Regions from separate parts of the Mus musculus genome. Here all the other regions are linked to region 3. The links are chromatin contacts, called in public Micro-C and promoter capture Hi-C maps. All regions are on one chromosome and are shown on one strand. Each heading gives the region's core, a stretch centred on a gene start, on an enhancer-like site or on the middle of the called end of the contact. The rest is flanking DNA. Distances are from core to core; before and after follow the strand shown.

The links. Promoter capture Hi-C pulls out the DNA fragments that hold promoters and counts their contacts. A called contact is a pair of places that touch in the nucleus more often than the background predicts.
Region 1: a promoter capture Hi-C map of erythroid cells shows a contact between it and region 3, with 21 times the contacts expected there. The contact joins the promoter of Slc17a5 here to the promoter of Gclc in region 3. A contact is called at or near these places in 2 of 39 promoter capture datasets (erythroid cells and pre-B cells), 1 of 484 Hi-C or Micro-C datasets (CD4 T cells) and 2 of 9 other capture datasets (adipose tissue and macrophages).
Region 2: a contact with region 3 is called in a promoter capture Hi-C map of erythroid cells, with 15 times the contacts expected there. The contact joins the promoter of Mto1 here to the promoter of Gclc in region 3. A contact is called at or near these places in 1 of 39 promoter capture datasets (erythroid cells), 1 of 484 Hi-C or Micro-C datasets (rod photoreceptor) and 2 of 9 other capture datasets (adipose tissue and pancreatic islet).
Region 4: a Micro-C map of embryonic stem cells shows a contact between it and region 3, with 7 times the contacts expected there. The contact joins the promoter of Dppa5a here to the promoter of Gclc in region 3. A contact is called at or near these places in 1 of 39 promoter capture datasets (erythroid cells) and 1 of 484 Hi-C or Micro-C datasets (embryonic stem cells).
Region 5: a Micro-C map of embryonic stem cells shows a contact between it and region 3, with 2.8 times the contacts expected there. The contact joins the enhancer-like site here to the promoter of Gclc in region 3. A contact is called at or near these places in 2 of 39 promoter capture datasets (both in liver), 1 of 484 Hi-C or Micro-C datasets (embryonic stem cells), 3 of 115 datasets of contacts at active chromatin or transcription factors (memory CD8 T cells, microglia and thymic regulatory T cells) and 2 of 9 other capture datasets (adipose tissue and pancreatic islet).

The regions. Positions count from the first base shown.
Region 1 is chr9:78,586,606-78,589,590 of GRCm38.p6, forward strand. Slc17a5 (solute carrier family 17 (anion/sugar transporter), member 5) reads right to left here and starts at 1,440. Exons shown (of 11, transcript NM_172773.3): 1 at 1,269-1,440. The coding sequence starts at 1,362.
Region 2 is chr9:78,446,758-78,449,652 of GRCm38.p6, forward strand. It overlaps Mto1 (mitochondrial tRNA translation optimization 1), which reads left to right and starts at 1,453. Exons shown (of 12, transcript NM_026658.2): 1 at 1,453-1,753; 2 at 2,662-2,861. The coding sequence starts at 1,540.
Region 3 is chr9:77,753,111-77,755,810 of GRCm38.p6, forward strand. Gclc (glutamate-cysteine ligase, catalytic subunit) reads left to right here and starts at 1,425. Exons shown (of 16, transcript NM_010295.2): 1 at 1,425-1,849. The coding sequence starts at 1,700.
Region 4 is chr9:78,366,835-78,369,617 of GRCm38.p6, forward strand. It overlaps Dppa5a (developmental pluripotency associated 5A), which reads right to left and starts at 1,365. Exons shown (of 3, transcript NM_025274.3): 1 at 1,151-1,365; 2 at 887-1,069; 3 at 218-460. The coding sequence starts at 1,265. The coding sequence ends at 402. RefSeq lists cis regulatory regions at 1,502-2,783, 1,502-2,783 and an enhancer at 1,666-2,783.
Region 5 is chr9:78,526,087-78,528,819 of GRCm38.p6, forward strand. No RefSeq gene overlaps it. Among named protein-coding and RNA genes, the nearest start is that of Eef1a1, 46 kb to the left of the region's middle. Within about 2 kb of position 1,320, at least 404 of the 459 cell types and tissues checked have an H3K27ac peak or open chromatin away from gene starts, as enhancers often do. A contact at or near this core is called in adipose tissue, embryonic stem cells, liver and 4 more, where this site is marked.

The DNA of each region.
Region 1 (2,985 bases), core at 190-2,689, 830 kb after region 3:
AGCAACCAACCAAAAAAATGCAAGTCCTAGGTTTGACCTACTGATGCCTTACACTTTTCAAAATAAAACATTCTATTTTAGATTTTAAAAAAAAAATCTGTTCTATGTACGAATGTTTGCCTGTATGTATGTCTGTGTACCACAGGTGTGTCTGAGTAGGGAGGGTGTTGGCTCTCTTGAGCTGGAGTTATGGATGGTTGTAAGCTTCCATGTGGGTGCTGGGAACTGAACCCTCGTCCCCTGGAAGAGCAACCAGTGCTCTAACTGCTGAGCCATCTTTCCAGTTCCCTAACAAACTATTCTAAAAATAAAAACAAAACCAAAACAGATCACCCAAAAGCCAACAGAAGTAGTCTGAATAAAGTCAGAAAGTAGGGTAGTTACCCACACAAGTGGGAAGGATGGTTAAAACAGTTACGAAAGAATTCTTTGGTAATGTCAACAAAAGACATACCGACAGAAGACTGTTCCGGGCCAACAAAGGCAAATTTCCAGTTCAATTCTTTCTCACACCTATATCCTTGAATGTGTCCAAGCCGATTTGTCCTTTAGTTTTCTGTAGCTTCAGGAAGCTACATTACAAAAGTGTAGCGAAATCCAGTGAAGACACATACTTGTGTTTTGGGGGATGGTGGGTATGGAGACTAGAACCTTGTCAGGCAAGGACTATACCTCTGTGCAACATGCGCCCCCCCCCCCCCCCCCCGCAATGAAGATGCTTTTTGAAGTAGCACCTGCAAGACCTCTAGTACGGCATATTGTCTTAGAGTGCTAAAGATATCTTATCTTGAGAATAACCTGTTTCCTAACTTAAATTGCAGTCTGATAGACAAGGAAAAAATAGAAATGTCTGCAATATTTTGGTGTCTTACAGCACAAGATATTCGCGGGATTATGCAACTGTCCCCCGCACACTCAACAGCTGTTAACTCTTCTTTGTTGTTGTTTTGTTTTTGTCTCTCCTCCCCAACAAGGCGCTACCAGATCACATGTTTACAGGCCGGCATAAGCGGAAACCTGGCGGCCGCTGGAGGGGAGCAAGAAGCACTTTGGCCCCTTTGCTTATTGACTCGGATCGGGTACCCCTCCGACCCTGAATTGCTTCAGTCCCGCCAGCGCCACAGGCACCTCCGTCCCGACCCACAGCACTACAGCGGCTACCTGTCCCCCCGACCCCGCAGCCACTCCTTCAAGGCGCCCACGGCCGGGAACCACCCGCCCGCCAGGAACGCTGCCACTAGCAATCACTCGGTGGTCCCGCAGCTCACCCGCTTCGGTCTGCCGGGCGCCCGGCAGGAGCGGGGTGCTGTCCGAGCTCTCCTCATCGTCGTTTCCCGCCGGACCCCGAAGCAGGGGCCTCATAACGCCTGGAGAGCAGATGTGCCGGCGTCGTTGCTTGGCCAACCTAGCTCTCGGCAGGACAGCCCTTCGCCGTGCTGGCTGGGCGGGGCAGGATATTGCCCCGCCCCAGGACACGCCCATATCTGGTTGCCTGTTCCTAAGGCGCCATTTTAGTTTCGGGCAATTTCCCGCTGTGGGCAGGGTTGGGTTGGGCGTGGCGTTTGCGCTGTGCAAGATGTGTGTCACCAGCGGTAGGGAGCCCAGGACTCTGTTACACTAGTAAAAGCCCGGGCATTGGACAGCCTGAAGGCGGCGATGGGGTTTGCATCTCGCAGTGATAGGGAGCTAGGGAAATGGGCAGGGACTATTTGCCTTCTAAATGTCTATAATAGTTTTCAGTCTTTGTCCGTTTTGTGACAGCATATGGCTTTTGAAAAGTAGCAAAGGAAATCATGTTTTGTCCGACGAAATTGACTGTTTCAGAGGTGAACCCCAATGTAGGCAGCTGCCTTTTCTCTTTAGGAAGATACTGTTGATTGTACCCAGGGCCTCACACATATTAGACTAACGCTGATACATACCATTGACCTACATCCCCAGCGGGCAGGCCACGTGATGTATGAGCGTGGGGGAGTTTTCTCTGTAAATCTAATTTGGACAGATTTTCCCTACTGCTGACTCTAAGAAAGAGGAACTAGGAAAATGCTTCAGTCAGCCTTGGTGGGGCCATCGGGCCTCTGAGTAATAAAAGCCATATCTGCAGACCGATGGAAAAGACAGATGTGGTAGACGCCCTTAGAGATTTCCACGCAGACCAAGGAAGAGCAGAGGCTCAGAAAGTCAGGTGAGGCCCCTGTCTAGAAGAAGGGCTGACTGAGATTTACTAAAGATATCCCTAACTCTTGGGCCAGTAAATGCTGATGGGCAAGTTTTCAAAAAGACAGCTGTAGAGATAAAGCCCTTGAGTTTGTGCATACCCGCCTGGCAAATTCTTATAAAATGTATGTACAAACAGCACTTCTGGTGTGGTTAATTTGATGTGTCAGTTTGCTTGTCCTCCATGTGAGTGGATTTCAATTTGTTTGAAGGTTTGATTAGAACAAAAAGATCAGCTTCAAGCCGGGCGTGGTGGCGACACCTTTAATCCCAGCACTCGGGAGGCAGAGGCAGGCAGATTTCTGAGTTCGAGGCCAGCCTGGTCTACAGAGTGAGTTCTAGGACAGCCAGGGCTACACAGAGAAACCCTGTCTCAAAAAAACAAAAACAAACAAACAAACAAACCCAGCTTCCCTAACTCATCCCCTTGTACCCACCCCCCCACCCCTGAACTCCTCCAACAGACGGCTTCAGATTTCATTAGCCTCGGGGTTCTCATCTTTCTGCACCTCTGCTATCCTGTGTGAGCCAATAGGTTTGTTCAACACTGTATCTCCTCTCCTTTATTGCTAAGATCATCCTTTTTGGCAGGGACAGCCAAGGGAATCTTCCAACATAGGGAATCAGATTCCAACAGCCTTGGGGAGTTTGAAATCAGCAGCACCATGTTTAAGTACACTTATTACCTGAGAAGGTTCAGGTTACAGAAAAGTTGCAAAGTCAGTACGCAGAGTTCGAGGTAGGATAGGAAGGCTGGCTTTGTGGGGA
Region 2 (2,895 bases), core at 203-2,702, 690 kb after region 3:
CAGAGCTCTGCCTGAGTTGTGCACCATCGTGCCCAGCTAAGCAAATATATTGTTAAGGGGACTGGACAGATGATTGGCAGGTAAAAATATCTGCTGTCAAATCTGATGATGTGGGTTCAATTCCCAGAACCCACAGGATGAGGAGAACTGACTCTCTCAAGTAGATCTCCATATGTGCACTGTAGTATGAGTAAGCCCATACACATACTCACATGCAAATGAATACATGCAATTAAAAATTTAAATATATATAGTTAAATGGAGGGGAATAAAGTGAAAGATAGTATAATCACAGAATTTATATACAAAATACTAGCGTTCCTGTGCCGTGTGAGTTTTCCCCCTCCTGTGAAAATGTGAATAAATGTATATTTACCTGAGGGCACCAAGAACAAGCCAAAGAAAATTATTCCACTCAAATATAATTTAGTGAAACTATAAGTTTTTTGGAGGTATTTACAGGAGTGTGGATGACTCAAAGACTGCATTACAAAAGTCCAGGGCAGTATGGATGACAACTCACAAAAGTTGTATCCCTGAGCCCCCGAAGGACTTGCACATCTGATGGTCCTGGAGTCTACCCCCTAGCAATGGTCCCTGCTTGTATAGCCTGAAGTAGGGGTGGGCCTGGCAATTTATAAATCTTCCTGGGACTGAACCTGTAAACTTTGTTCACTTCTGGACTTTTATGAGACTCCCTCCTCTAGGAAGGAATATTTCAACTCAGAGGAAAACTTGTATATGCATATAAAAATAGCTACTAGCAACAAAAGACTGGCATTCCTTTAAAGTAGGGACAGAGCACTTTGTAGGAGTTACACATTTTTTAATTCTCCATGTCTTGTGTGTATATTATGTTTAAATAGGAACCAGAGAAATGGCTCAGTGAACAAGATCTCTTGCTCTTTGCAGAGAACCTGCCGTGTTTGATTCTCAGCACCCACATAGTGGCTCATAACCTTTTATTGCTCCAGAAAATCTGATGCACTCTTCTGACTTTTGTGGGAATAGGCTAGATCGAGGCGCGCGCGCACACCCACACACCCATACACCACATGCACAGGCAAAACAATCATACACATAAAATAAATGTCAAAAAAATGTTTAAGCTGTATATAAATAATGGAGTTTTGATTTGGAGACGTGATATTCATTTGTAGACCCAGATGGCCTTCAAGATGAGGATTAGAACTCGGATTGCCTTAGTCGACTAACCTCTCAGAAGATTTTGAGGCGAAATGATCAAATTTATTGTTCATAGGTGGCAACCTGGCGATAAAGACAAGTCCACGGGAAAAGCCTAACCTCAACCTCCAAGATAGAATCTCCCGCCAGCGCTGAAAGTACCTGCGGGGGGAGGAAGGGGGGGGGAGAACGCACAGGGCCTGCGCGCACCTCCCCGCGGCGAAGCTCCAACCCGCCAATCAAAAGCGTCGCTGGACGCAGGCGCGCTACGCGCTGACTCGGCCAAGATGGCGACGCCCAGCTGGCTTCTACTCCGGTGACAGTTCCGGGCGTCTCTAGCTAGCTTCCCTCAACATGTTCCTTCTCCGAGGCCGTGGCCATTGGGCCGCAGCGTCCCTCGGCAGACGGCTGCCTTTGCGTCGCCTCCGCAGCGACAGCGCGGCGCCCTGCACCCCGCACTTCGACGTGGTAGTTATCGGAGGAGGGCACGCGGGGACCGAGGCGGCCGCCGCCGCCGCTCGCTGTGGCTCGCGGACCCTGCTTCTCACGCACCGCGTGGACACGATCGGTGAGGAGCCCCGCGGCCGCGGCGGGAACTCTACGTCCGACCGAGCGCGGGCAGGGTTGCGGTGGACCGGAGTGGCCGGTGCCCGGGGTCAGGGAGCGGAGGACTGAAAGCCACGGCGGCTGCTGGGCAGGTCGCTGGGTTGACCCTCCCCGTATTGTCATCTCAGAGAAATCCCGAGTTAACATTTTCACACCCGTCTTGTTAAGCGACCGACGTGGTGCGTCCACGGAGAGCTTGTCAAGCTCTGCCGCCGCTTGTCGCGTTCCGTATTTCCATTGCGTGTTTTGTGCTGATAGGCGCCTCAGCTTACGCACCTCGTTTTCATTATCCATCCGACACTTGATAAACATTAGGCTGATCCCGCTTCTAGGCTCTGGCGAGTAGTGTCTCGTTAAATATAGAAGTCCACTTGTCACTTCACACAGATTTAAATTCTTTTAGACATATACACAGTAGTGCAAAACCTGTGTTCTATCAACGCTGTAGGATATGTCTAAAAAACATTTCAGAGGCCTACTAATGATTCTCATAAATGAGACAGTGCTGTGTAGACCAAGCTGGCTTGGAAGTCACAGTGATCCATCTGCCTCAGCCTCCTGAGTGCTGGGATTCAAGGTGTACCCAATCACGCCTGACCAAAGTGATGAAGGAAGGTGGTACATTATCAAGTATTCCTTGGCTTCAAAGAAGAAAGGTAACTTGGCTTAGACGATAGAGTCCATAGGAATGCAGAGAACGGGAATGAGTCGCCCATTTTCTGCTAATTCCTCCTCTCTTTGAAGTTAGAGGAGAGCGTGTTGGGGTTTATTGTTTTAAATGAATCTGATTAGTCTGATTACCTTTCCGAGCACTCTTTATTAAGTAATATGTACAGGGTACTCTATTATGATCATATCCATTCTCTTTAGGTCAGATGTCCTGTAATCCTTCCTTTGGTGGCATCGGAAAGGGGCATTTGATGAGAGAAGTGGATGCCTTGGATGGTCTGTGTTCCCGGATCTGTGACCAGTCTGGTATACATTACAAAGTGCTAAACCGGCGTAAGGGCCCTGCTGTGTGGGGACTGAGAGCACAGATTGACCGGAAACTTTATAAACAGAACATGCAGGTGAGCACAGGCGAGGCCAGGGGTGAGCACCCAC
Region 3 (2,700 bases), core at 175-2,674:
TGTGCAAATCACAGCCACACTTTCAGTATCTGTGGCCCCAAGCTCTTTGATGGCCTCATTCAATGAGGAAATATTCCTATCATGCATTCATCGATTAGTGTTCATTGAATGTTGTGATGAGTGTTCATTAACTATTAAATCTAAAGCAAATGTGGAAGTCCATGCCTCTAATCCCAACACTCAGGAGGCTGAGGCACGATGGCTGCCTGGAGTTCAAGGCCAGGTTGGGCTATCTAGTGAGATCTTGTCTCTAAGTAACTACATGTTGAAAATGTAGTTACAATGTGTGTGTGGGGGGGGGGAGGGTGTAATAAATGTTTTCTGCCCTCTGTACATGAATGGATCATCTAGTTACTGCATATATTTATACAGTTGCAAAACATTAATCGAATAACTATTCGGGCAAGGTACCTTCCCTTCGTTCCCACGGAATCCAGTTCCCAGAGCCTTCCGCACTCAGGGTAAAGCTCTCCTGAGCAATAGAATGACCACCGCTGGATGGACCTTCGGTTCTGAAGGTGGGGAAACTTCTGAAGAAACTTCTCACACTGCACACTTGGAGACAAGACAAGACAAGACCTCTTTTGCACAGTGAGTGATCTCTGTGCCGACCAGAGATCCCATTGGCAAATAGTTAACGTACAGGGTTTACAATGATGATATACATATATCTAATCCCTGCCCATACATGGACGCATGTAAATAACCAGCAATCAACTCTATGCATATCCATGCCATGTGGAGTCGTACAACATTTATTAAAAAGTATTACTCAGCCAGGCAGTGGTGGCACATGCCTTTAATCCCAACACTTGGGAGACAGAGGCAGGCAGATTTCTGAGTTCAAGGCCAGCCTGGACTACAGAGTGAGTTCCAGGACAGCCAGGGCTACACAGAGAAACCCTGTCTCGAAAAACCACACATACACACACACGCACACACACTCACACAGTATTACTCAGCCAGGCGTGGTAGTGCACATAATTGATCCCAGCACATGGGAGGCAGGAGGATCTCTATGAGTTCGAGTCCAGCAAAGCCAGTCCAGGACAGCCAGGGCTACACAGAGAAACCCTGTCTTGAAAAACCAAGAAGAAAAAAGAAAAAAAAAAAAAGGATTACTCTTAACTTTATACCCTTTCTACCAGTACAGAGTTGAACAGATATTCAGATATTTCAGCTCTCTCTCTCTCTCTCTCTCCCTCTCCCCCCCTCCCTTTTTTTTTTTTTTTTTTTTTTTTTTTTTGACCCAGTTTTCTCTTAGGACCCAGACTTTTCAGTCCTTATTCGCAGACAGCCCCGCCCCCCCGCGGACACCCTCGGCCTCAGCCCCGCCCCCGCCCCAGGCCCCACCCACGACCTGCCGCTTCGTTCCCCGCCCCCGCCGCAGCCTATAAAATCTGGAGCGCGGCGCACGGAGCGGCAGGCGCGGAACTGGGCATGCTCTGTGTCGCCGCAGCTTTGGGTCGCAAGTAGGAAGCCCGTGCACGACACCGGCGGCGCCGAGTGGAGCGCTGCCGCGGCGGCCAGGGCCGCAGGGCCGGCGTGGGAGCGCGAGACCGGGCGGCGGCGAGAGACCCCGACCCGGGCTGTCAACCGCGCGGCGGGGTCCGAGCCGGAGCGGGAACGGACGGGACGCCCGCCGCGCGGCCCGAGGGCGCCCCCAGAGCGGAGCTGCGGCCGGGAGGAGGACGCGGCCATGGGGCTGCTGTCCCAAGGCTCGCCACTGAGCTGGGAAGAGACCCAGCGCCACGCCGACCACGTGCGGAGGCACGGCATCCTCCAGTTCCTGCACATCTACCACGCAGTCAAGGACCGGCACAAGGACGTGCTCAAGTGGGGTGACGAGGTGAGCCCGCGCGCCTTTGTTCGGCCAGGCCGCCCGCGGCCCCGCCACCGGCCCGGGCTCGGCGCTGGCCACTCGGGCTCATTCATTCCTGTCGGGAGGCAAGCCGCTCGGACACAGGGAGGGCCTGAGCGGGAGGAGTGTGAATATCTGCCTCCCGGCGTCCGGTCGCACTGTTCGCCTTGGAGATGAGTGTGTACAGGACCGACTTGCCCGGCTGGCTTGCTATCACGTTTCAAATCTCCAGGGTGTTTGCTTCGGCCCTCGGTTTTCTCTAGCTCTTTTTCTTAAACGCCTGACACATCTCACATCTGTCCGCAAACTTTAGAGTTATACATTGCAACAAATACATTGCTAGACCTAAGGACTTGGGGTTGTCTTCCTAAAAGACGGGAGACTTCATTATCCGGTTTAACTGTAAATGCTTACAACTTAGAGGTTAGGTAAGACTGGTTAGAGCCAGCAGCTAAGCGTTACCAGTCAATGCTAAAACTTGTGCATGATCTCTGGGACCCATTTGTTCGAACCATCTGAAAGCGGCAACGCTAAAAACATTTTTTTGTGTGTGCATCCCCTATTTTTAAATAAGCACATTGATAAAAAGATACATAAAGTTAAATAACCTCTTGAGTCTGACCTTTATTGTGTGGGGTTGGCATTTACGGCAGATAGCGTGCCACTCCTGTATGTATTTATCGTTTAGTATTATCCTTGGGCTAAGTTTCAAAGTGTTGCTGTACCGGCATAGACTAGCTTGCGAAAAGTTAGTTTTTCTGTATCTAATGTTGGTAGATGATTCTGCCATCTGCAGCTGAAAGAATTATGCTTGGCCTAAGGAAGTATTAGGACTAATA
Region 4 (2,783 bases), core at 115-2,614, 610 kb after region 3:
GAAAACCTACTTTGGTGGCTCTTCAACCCTCACAAGTCCCACTTCCCCTAAGGCAGCAATTCACATTCCATGTTACAAACTAGACAGTGTTTCACAACAGGGTGGATGCCTAAGCTTAAGATTCCACAGGCTATAATCTGTTCAGGCATTTACAAGGATTCAAACGGACACCGGGAAAAGGGTACTGGCTCTTTTCATATTTTAATGACGACGCACATTTTAATCACTTCAATTTTATTTTTTATTTAGAGTGGTAACCTTGGGATTCACATCAGAATGCGCAGCAGGGATCCAGGAATATCTTGCTAGGATGTAACAAAGCTAAAAATCCCGCCAGAACCAAACACTGGCCACAGCTTAACCTGCATCCAGGTCGGAGACACAAGGACTGGAAACTGGCTTCACTCGATACACTGGCCTAGCTCCAGGGTCTTCATGGATTCCTCCAGCTTCAGCACTCCTGCGTGAGAAACACCAAACAGGATTAAGTGTCATGGAACAGGAGGAAGGCCGCATGATTCACCAGCTCTTTAAGCATGTTTTTGTGGACCTCTAATTAGAACCAGGGCTCCACTGGGCCAGTTCTAACGTTCTCCTAGAAACCTGGAGATGGGAGTGGGGTGGGGCAGGGTTACCTCAGATAACCCTGCCCAGAGGGATAAGTCCCTACCCCTTCTCACCTTAAGACTTACGTCTGGGCCCCCGAACTCCCAAAAGGTTGTCAGAGACGGCCTAGAGACCAAGGAGGAGTCCCAGGTGATGCCCAAAAGTAAGGCATCCTCAGAGGGATGCAAGCAGTGGAGATGTGAAAAGGGAGGTAAACTCGGTGGAGGCAGGAGGCTACTCCACCGCACCTTGGTTCAGGGCACCTGTTAGAGACTCTCACCTTTTTGCTGGCGCAGGTGGTACCTCTCAGCCATGGACTGAAGCATCCATTTAGCCCGAATCTTGTTGTTTTGAGAGCCGTAAATGAAGACCTCGATAAGTTCTTCGGGAGATTCCAGGTTCTTCAGCTCAAACATGGCCTGGCTCACCTGCTCGATGTGAGACATTCGAGATCCCTGTGGGCCTGTCCGGGGAAAGGCAATGAGCATAGTTCCAAGACCCGGAGCTTTGGGCCTTGGCAGCGAGGTCAAGAGTAGCTACTCACCAAACAGATATTTCAGCACCAGCGACTGGACCTGGAATACTTCTGGATCTTTCAGGTCTTCAGGAACTTTCACCCACGGGGGGATATCTTTACGGGTCACGAGGGTCACCATCATCCTGCCAAGGAACCAGACTTCAGGGAAGACGAGATCAAGCTTATCCACCACGCACGGCCCACAGCTCCAGGTTCAGGAAGTTTTAGTACCTGTGTGGGCGGTGTTTTACTAGACCACGCCCACTAGGGCCCGCCTCCTATGGGGCCCAATCCCAGGCGGCTCCCGCAGGCTATGCCCCTGGGGAGACTAAGGCAGGCCGCCTGCCTGATTCAAGCTAACTAGGTTTGTCGCCTGTATGTGTATTCGAATCTGGGGGTGGGGGTGGGGGTGGGGGGGGGTCTTGGGAATAGAAGTCAGTGCTGGTGACCTTCCTCTGGGAACTGACGGGGTCTGAACCCCAAAAAAGTGGAGAATCCACGCTGGAAAGTTCAAAGACTTCTAAAAGACTATAGCTTTTCCCATCCCGAAAGAATCAGATACTGGGATCTCATTTTGTCAGATGCCAAAGCAACTCCCAAGAACTCAACAATGATTCTTGTCATTTAATAAAAATGAAAAGGAAAATTGGAATTTTATTCTTTCCACCTAAAGCTCTAGGTGTCTTTAAAGTGTACCCACTATCTTCCTTCAAGGCCCTGGTTTGGATGGTTTTTCTCTGTGTAGCCCTGGCTGTTCTGAAACTCACTCTGTAGATCAGGCTGGCCTTGAACTCAGAAATCTGCCTGCCTCTGCCTCCAAGTGCTGGGATTAAAGGCATGTGCAGGCCTGGAAATCTTAGGGCAATGCTTTACAATAGAGAAGATGAGACAAAGCTGGTCAATTGTCATGTAAAGAGTGAGAGAGCCCCCCCCCCTTTAAATTAGATAGAAGGGCATTAAATGTGCTAATGTTCTGGACTCAACGACTATTTCAATGCAAGGAAGAAAATAAACAAATGTGAACAGCATTACAAAATTGTTTAGAAATGTCTACAGAGTGTCTGGAGTAAACACTTGGGAGGTAGAAGAAGCCTGGGTTCAAAGCCAGGCGAGGCTGTGCTGTGGAGACCCCCGTTTCCACAACAACAAAAGTGGGAACTTGAGAGCTGGCTCAGTCATTAAGAACACCTGTGTGGTGTCAATTTAGGTGGTGTGGAGGCCAGAGGTCAGAATCCCTGAGACTTACAGGACTACATAGGCACTAAGGACTTAAATTTGGATCTCCTGGAAAAGCAGTAATCCTTTCTAACTGCTCACCTCTCTCCAAGTGTCTATACCCTCAACTCTTCTGTAGTTTTGATATATATTTATATAGTGTAGGAGGTTATAGATGAAAAAGATAAATAAAATGGACAGAACATGACTACTCTTAGGTATGATGGACAAAGTGGCCAAGAAAGTAAACACCAAGGCCTGGTAACCACAATAGGTGGAGTGTATAGGGAAGGGCACTGGGAAGGGCAGCCCAGTCCCTGGACTAGAGAAGTTTTAGGTAGGCAGGGGGCAGGATATGCTAGACTCTGGGGAGGAAGAATGCAGGCAGAGCCAAGAGGTCAGGTTCCATTTGTTGTGTTAAATAGGCACCTCAGCCATTTGTCTG
Region 5 (2,733 bases), core at 70-2,569, 770 kb after region 3:
GCTGGCCTAAGACTGTAGTCCTAGCTGATTCTGAGCTAGCACACCTTTCTCTACACCCCAAGTGCTAGGATTGCAGGAATGGTCCATCCACCATGTCTGACTTCTATTGGCTTTCTCAATATTGGCTGAAGCTTCTCTACTCCTCGAAAGTTCTGCAGGAGAAATCCCAAAGACAGCAAATTCTCTATTAAACAACTGACTGCATTTTTAAGGAACCACCTTCTAACTTCCAGGCCTCAGCCAACTTCTTTCTGAAGTCCCTGTTCTTGGCAGAAAAGCCAGTTCTGTACTGAGATCCATGCTGGCCTTCAGCTATAGTGGGAATGGGGCCAAAGGTTTCAGAGGTGGAGTTCTTGATTTTGTTCCATTTTGAGACGTGGTTTCTATTTGTAGTCCAGGCTAGCCACAAATTTGCAGTCTTCTAACTTCACCTGTTTACACTTGGGTATTGTAGACATATGTAACCATGCCAGGCTCCTATTCTGTGTATGGGGCCCTGCAGTTTTGGTCTCAAACTCACTATGTAGTTGAGGATGACTTTCAACACCTGATCTTAGAGTTGGGATTAAAGGCAATATTGTTTCGAGACAGGGTCTATGTAGCCTGGGCTGTAATTTGCTATGTACACAAGGCTGGCCTGGAATCCACAGAAATGGCCCTTTGTGCCTTCCTAGTGTTGGGGTTTAAAATGTGGGTCAACCTTAGACCGGAGAAAAAAACTATTTCGACGACTGTCTGATTAAAGCAAGCTGTGTTTAGACTGTGCACTTTCCCTAAGTTCGGGTCTCAGAACATCCCCTCACTGGCTTTTGAGGTCTCTTATATGTGGAAGGGTTAGGGTTGATAGAGAAGAGCTGTTGAGATAATTGGCTGTTAGCCCCTGGACATAGAAGTTGGGGTGGGGACATGGTGGTGGAGGAGAGGGGCTACTCAGGACCTAAGGCAGTCTGTGGGGTGTGGAAGGGCACTCATCAAGGTATCTGGAAAAACATTTCCGTAAGGCAAAAGGGCAATCATAGCTTACAGATTCAGGGGTTTAGCAAGGCAAAGGGATTTACAAAGGGTATATACATCATGGGGTTACAAGTTAAGCACAGGTTGAAAAACATGGTTTGTAGAATACATTATTAGGCTTAGGAAACAAATTTATTCTTGTAAGGTATGGAGACTTAATAACAACGTGGCTCTTTAACAACATTGTGGCTCCAGGTTTGGTTTCAAAGTCACCACACTTGGCCAGAATTGCGGTTAGGAGCTAACATTGCCTTTTAGAACAAAAACTGAGAAGCAAGGGTCAGGAAAGTCTTTTTGCCTCGTGACCCTGCTGCCTCCAGCGGCCAGAGGCGGGAGCGCGGGCGGGTGACGCCAGGGGCTCCCCAGCCCGCAGTGACTTTCCATCGAGCCCTTTTAAATGCCTTTCTTTTGCACGTGGTTTCTGTGAGTCATCTCCTTTCTCCAGACAAAGAAATCTAGGTTTTGCTAATCGGGTTTCCTGAGTCCGCTAAGGCATGAGTCAAACTCGTGCTTCCCGAGTGCTGTAAGCTCTTCTTGCTCCTCCCCCAGGGGAAACGCCCGCTGCCGTGGGGCAAATCCGAGTTTCTGGGGGGCCGGGGGGGGGGTGTCAAAAAATTCACGCGGAAGGTGAGTGCGGCATGGAACCTGTCGTAAGTCCCAAGCGTCAGAAGAGAAGAGCGTTTGTGTGTTTTAAAAATAGTTCTCTTAAAAATCTTTGGACAGGCTCGGTGGCTCCAAGGGTAAAGGAGCTTCTATCAAGCCTGAAGACCTGGGTTCAGTCCCTTGGGAAGGCGGAAACCGAAAACCGGTTTCAATAAGCTGTCTTCTGACCTTCACACACGGACTTAAATTATTAAAATAAGTAAATAAATAACGAATGCGTGAATGAATGACTGTCTGGGCGTGGTGTGGCATGCTTGCAATCCCAGCACTTGCCGCCAGGTGGAGGCAGGGGGATCCAGGCCAGCCCTCATTACAGAGTCAGTTTGAGGCCAGTTTGGATTTCCTGAAACTGTTTCAAAATAGAAAAATGTGGTTATTAGAAAAAAAAAAACATTAAAAAAGAAGGGCTTTATACTGGGGTAAGAGAGTGTAGGAAGAGGCAGAGCTGAGGGACAAACTCCAGGCAAAGTAAATCAGCCATTTGGCAAGGCCCGTGGCTGCCGTGAATATCAACAAGTGCCACTTTGTCCCACAGTGCCACTTTACAGCCTAGCCAAACCGGCGATGCCCGAGGGTGCAGGCACTTAAAGCCCAGCGCCAGAGAGGCCTGCTTTGGCTTTCTTAGCCTTTAGTCAGTTCCAGATTGACCCTGACGGTCCTCCCCCCGCCCCCCCCCCCCATGATTGATTTTTCTTTTTAATTTCCAAACATTCTAGTTAAATAAAGGAGTTCTGGTGGCACAGGCCTGAGGTCTTGGCTTTTGTGAGGTGGAAGCAGCAAGGTCAGGGACTGAAGGGCAGCCTTGGATGTAGGAGACCCAGTCTCAACAAGATAAAATGAAAATTTAGAAGAGAAAACCTAATCCCTCCTTCACTATTCACAAATGCTTTTAACGTTTTGTTTGGTCTGTCTTAATAGTTTTTGTTTTGGGAATACAGAATGTCTACACATGAGTGTACTTATCAGCATTATTAAAAAAAATCATTTCTAAATTACGTAGTGTGTGTGTGTGATGAGAGTCCCTCCTCTCGTGGTGCCTGGGATGGAACTCAGGCT